Linked DNA regions of Mus musculus: region 2 is linked to region 1. A link is a contact called in public Hi-C data. All regions are on one chromosome and are shown on one strand. Each heading gives the region's core, a stretch centred on a gene start, on an enhancer-like site or on the middle of the called end of the contact. The rest is flanking DNA. Distances are from core to core; before and after follow the strand shown. Region 1 holds the start of Armcx5 (armadillo repeat containing, X-linked 5). Region 2 holds the start of Gprasp2 (G protein-coupled receptor associated sorting protein 2).

The links. Hi-C and Micro-C count contacts between places; a contact is called where the count stands out from the background.
Region 2: a Hi-C map of cerebral cortex shows a contact between it and region 1, with 3 times the contacts expected there. The contact joins the promoter of Gprasp2 here to the promoter of Armcx5 in region 1. A contact is called at or near these places in 14 of 39 promoter capture datasets (the 3T3-L1 cell line, the HPC-7 cell line, cranial neural crest and 10 more), 7 of 484 Hi-C or Micro-C datasets (the HL-1 cell line, cerebral cortex, cortical neurons and 2 more) and 2 of 9 other capture datasets (adipose tissue and liver).

What each region holds. Positions count from the first base shown.
Region 1 is chrX:135,741,395-135,743,966 of GRCm38.p6, reverse strand. It overlaps Armcx5 (armadillo repeat containing, X-linked 5), which reads right to left and starts at 1,275. Exons shown (of 4, transcript NM_001009575.5): 1 at 989-1,275; 2 at 353-404. It overlaps Gprasp1 (G protein-coupled receptor associated sorting protein 1), which reads right to left and starts at 1,275. Exons shown (of 11, transcript NM_026081.5): 1 at 989-1,275.
Region 2 is chrX:135,837,754-135,840,325 of GRCm38.p6, reverse strand. It overlaps Gprasp2 (G protein-coupled receptor associated sorting protein 2), which reads right to left and starts at 1,292. Exons shown (of 6, transcript NM_001359371.1): 1 at 1,064-1,292.

The DNA.
Region 1 (2,572 bases), core at 26-2,525:
AATGGAAATCCACAAACATGAGAACAGCACTACTGAGTATAATTTAGGAAACAGTAATTACGGAATAAATGCTTGCTGGATACAGATACTTGTTTGGTAAAGAATTCTCTGATTCCCTTTCTTTTTGTCATCCCCCCATGACACCCCCAAATCTCCACGTTCCTCTGCTATATTCTTAAAGCCTGATCATTTCCATGAAGGGACAACTAAATCATCTCTGCACAGTTGGTCGTACTGGTAGCAGTAGGGATGAAACGCCTGACAATAACAGGAAGCTGGGGAAATAATGAAAAGTATCATTTTCAATTTTCTTACACATTCTTATGATTATCCCCCACCCACCCACACAAACCTATCACATTCTGCAACATAGTTGGGGTAACGCGGAGGGCATTTCTGGAAGGCTGGAAAAGAGGAGATGTAGAAATTATTCTAGAACCCTACCTAGTCTTGCAGCTTTCTCCCACAGTACAGAAATCAGGTCAGTTTTGTTTATCTTCTCCCCTCCCCTTTTGATCTGCCGCCCTGAAACGTGGAGAAATGCAAACTTGGCACAAAATCTATCCACACAAATGAATGTGTGATAGCCCCAAATCAAATGAAATCGCACTGAGTAAGATATGGTTAATTAATGGTCAGATAAGAATGTGCAATCTTCGAATACACCCAACACAAGATTTAATGTTCCCACATCTATAACCCCTTTGTGTATCTCCTTCCTGATTCTCAAGGCTCCTCAGACAACTGCGTTCATCAGTGGTGGTAGTCCTTTCTCTGACAAGTACGCCATCTCCCCAGTAGATGATGCCATTGCATCCATCTCCCTTCCCAAACGTGATGAAGCGAGTTTCTGGAAACGTAGATAGCTTTTTCTCATCCTCCCTAGTCTGTCTTCCCAACACTCGCCCCCTAAAATCAGGTCACCAATCCCGCACCAATCATGGAACCCGCAACCACAACCCCAAGCAATGCCCTCCTTCTTACTGACCTGTTCTGCTTGAATCCAAGGCAGTTTTCTTAGGTGCGTTCTCTCCGGCGGCGCCTTCCCACACAGAAAGGAGGCAGGCAAACGCCGTCGGCAGTCCGCCGCAGGGAGCAGAGGCAATGGCGGCGACTGTAATTTAGGGGCTTGCCGGGAGCTTGGGATGTAGGACAAGATGAAGGGCCATGACTAGCAAATTACTGTCACCTTTCGGTACCCACTCCTCTCTCCGGTCCCTCACGAAGCGACTACATAGCTACCTACATCCGCCGGGACGCACTAGGCGCGGCTACGTCATTACGGAGGCCCGCAGAGGGAGGAGCTAGAGTTATTTAAGGAGTTCCGGCTTAGGGAAGCGGAGTGATACTACTGTGGCGCACACTGCGACACTTAGGTTCTGATCCCGAACTAGGGAAAACCGCGCCAAGCACCCGCAAGCAGGCGATTACCAAATGTCGGTTTTAGCTTCCTTCTTAGACATGTCTTTCCATTTCGAAATGCATGCGGTTTTCACGCTGTGGCGTCAGAAGAAAAAGCGGCCGCCTTACCGGGCGGAAGGATAGCAAAGAATTCTAGTGTTTTTACACGTTCCTCACTAAACCCACCGCCCACTGAAGTGAGCTGGTTAGGTAGGGGAGGGGCTCAAGGTAGAAACGATGCTGGGGGTGGGGCGGTTCTCAACGCTGAAATTACAAATAAAAATTCTCATTTATTCCAACAAATTCTAAACTGTTCCTTCTACAAGCAAAATCCGCCAGTGATGCACCTGTAAGGGCTTGTTTGCATAAAATTCTTGCTGCAGCGGCAGAACCTATGGAAAACTGCTCTGCTGCCAGACCGTTTTTGTTTTGTTTTGTTTTGTTTTTCAATCTCCCTTTTTATGTTTCCTGTTGCCACCCCTTGAAATCTTTTGCTCTTATTGTCCGGCATGTTTCTTGTTTTGAAATAGTTTTAGATAACATGAAGTAAGGATAGAGGAAAAACAGGGAGAAAAAGAACTGTGCAGACGAGTTCTACTCCAGGATGACCTCACTACCATAAGGTGCAGTGGCTTGGATTTAATCTAGGCACTGGGAAAACAAGAATCTTCTTACTGACAAGACATAATACCAAAGTATCTTTGTACCCGTGGACCAACACCAGTCCCTGCTCTGTGGATTTCTCCGGGCTTGTTCCCTCACGTTTCTTGCCCCCTAAATCTCTGACTATATAAGTCCTTGCATCTTGAATGCTGGGCCTCATGTTTGTATTATCTATTTGAACATAAATTTAATTAAAATAAGCCTTAGAATCAGAAAGTGTTTCTAACATGTATACCACTTAGAAATGTCCCAGCCCATCAGTCCTGTATGCCTCAACTCTAAGCTGAGCTATGACATTAGTAGATTATGATGAGAGACATTTTTCCTGTTTCAGGGATGTTTGTAATTTTGAAATTGCCTTAATAAAAGTGCATGGTTTCCCCTCAGTCCCAGTCTACATTATCAGAAAACCTGATAATGTCATGAGGCAGGAGGTTAACTTTTGGAAGGAATAACCAGCCTATAAGGAACAATACTAGGTGGTGATGGTCAGTCCAGACAGACCATC
Region 2 (2,572 bases), core at 43-2,542, 96 kb before region 1:
CCAAGGATATGAACCAGATCATGTGTCTTTCAGCATTTAGGGTCCTACTGCTGGAACATTCTAGATTTATTTAGCCTGGCTGTAGGGCTCCTGAGGTAACACCCCCTTCTTTGATGTCATCCTTATTAGTCCCTTCTGCAATGTTGAAGATCCGCCACTAGGTGGCCATATTTCCTTTCCTTGCGCAGCAAAAAATGGGGGAAGGGCGCAGCACATTCTAGAAACCAGGTTCTGAAGTGGTCCTTGGATTTATGACTCCGTCATCATCCCCAAACCATCTTTTCAGACCCCAGATTTGGGAGGGAGGGGAAAGGCAGTGTGGAAGGTACCTACAAGGTTGTGAGAAATGAGATTAGGAGACACTAATGGATATCCCACCTGTTCTGGCCAGTCACCCCCACCATTTTTTGCATCTCCACTCACTGTCTGGTGCCCATCCCCATTACTACACACCTCCAGAAATCCGCGCTGTTTTTTCTCTTCTTCTTTTCTCAAGCTTCTGGTCTATAGATGCTCACCGTGGCCTGTCAGAATATGCCAGACCTACCATGCAGACAGGTCACTTTCCATCAATCAGAAGCCTGTGGGGAGTGACAGCACCCAGGATGCAGGGTACCAGGGCCCCTCTCAGGAACCATTTCGGAGCCCTAATAGCCGAGGCGACTCACCACCCACCAGCTGAGTTGGCCCCCTGCACCTGCACCCACATCCATGGGCTCCAGGCTTGCTGTCCTCCTCCCCCGCAACCCCCCACCGCCATTTCTCCTGTGGCCACCTACCTCATAACCTGTGTTGGTCCCGGACTGACACCTGGAGGGAGGCTGTCAGGTTGTAGGCTCTGCCACCCTCCAAAACCCGCAGACTTTGCCTCCTCAGCCGCCCCCTGCTCCTGCGGCCCTGCCTTAGTTCCCCGCTTCCTCCTCCCCACCACGGTCTGGGGTCTCCGGGCACCGCGCACACTCCAGGGAGCAGCTGCGACCCCTTTGCCTCCACTGAACTGTCAGGGCCAGGCAGTTGTTTGCAGTGCGCGACCGCCCAGAGCCCTCGACACACCCCCACTTGCCTGGCCAGGCGCACGGCCCAGGTCCCTGGGCTCCCCCACGTCCGACTCCTATTCCTGGGTGTTCTCTGTCCTCTGCAGATCCTCTCACTGGCCTTTAACGCTTTGCGCGCGAGTGGAATGGCAGAGATGTGTCCTGTCCCCACGCCTCTGCACCAAACAGGCAGGGGCTGCGCAGGATGCGACAAGCCAGCTCTCCTCGAGGGTGTCGGGAAGGGGGCGGAGGGATACTGCGCACGGGGCTCTACGCCCCCTCCCGGACCCACTGTAGTTCCGACTCGGAGTGGGCGGGGCCAGACAGCCCCACTCCTCTTGGAGGGGTGGGTTGCACCGGTTAGGCGTCTGCAGACCCCTGTTCACCCTAACCAGAGACCACCACCACTTTTTTTTTTTTGGCGCCACAACAGTGTGTGGGATGGCTAAGACCTAGAGTCTATGAGGGTTTTGGGAAGGGGGGGACTATAAGGAGGAGAAGGTCTGCAGTTAGGGAGCAGGGGGGAGCAGCGGAGGGATACTGAGTGGCCCCTAGATTTGCACTTCAGAACGAGGCTGGACAGTGCCTACCCATCACAGCACCCACTCTGTACTCCCTCCCAACCTCCCCCCCCCTTTCTGTCGCCAATGGAAGGGGAGGGGGGCTGTTAGTAATGCAGCCTGAGAGGGGACAGGTGACCTAGCAACAGCCAGCCAGCCAGTAGGTTCCTGTTGATTCTCCCATGTTTTCTCTTACTGGCTCATGCAACCATGAAGAGGAGAGCATTTTTGAATCTAAAGGATAGGACATGGGGGCTTTCATTACAACCCCCACCACTGTCCACTTTTCAAAAGGGAGATAGAGGCACAGAGGGATGGAGGGAGGGAGAAAAGAAGAGAGGGGTGGAGAGAGAGAGAGAGAGAGAGAGAGAGAGAGAGATGTTCTCATTCTAAGGAGCAATACCCTTGGGTTACTTATTGACTTATTGTCTGTCCCCACAATTGTCCTTTCCCTGTCAGTATTTACAGGGTGCCATAGAGACCTACAGCCTAGTGTTGGGAGCCATATTGGGCCTGTTCAGTTTCCTTGCCTATGGTTCTCTGAACTCATCTCTTCCCAGTCAGGTCCAAGCTCTTGTTTTTGGCAGCATGCATATGCAGGAGGATCAACTAGCTTGGATCTCAGCCACAACTCGATTCACTGTAACTGTCAGGGAAACCACCCTCTGTGCATTTTTTCTCTCACAACCCACCCCTGGCTGACTTTGAGTCTTTTCTTTTACCCCACCCACAAAATTCCCTCTGCTCTCCATCCTCTTTGCTTGTTTTGTGAGAAAATCAGGAATGGCCTTAAGCACACAGTAAAGCTGCCGGGCTTGCTCATCTAGAAATTCCTTTAAACACCTAGTTAGTTTGCAGCAAAACAACAACCCCAAGGATATGTGAACATACATTATTCGGCCAAGGAGAACTGAGGTTTCAGGTGGAACTCCAGTTGCAAATAGTGGGATCTAGCACACAATTCTGCTAGATGAGTCT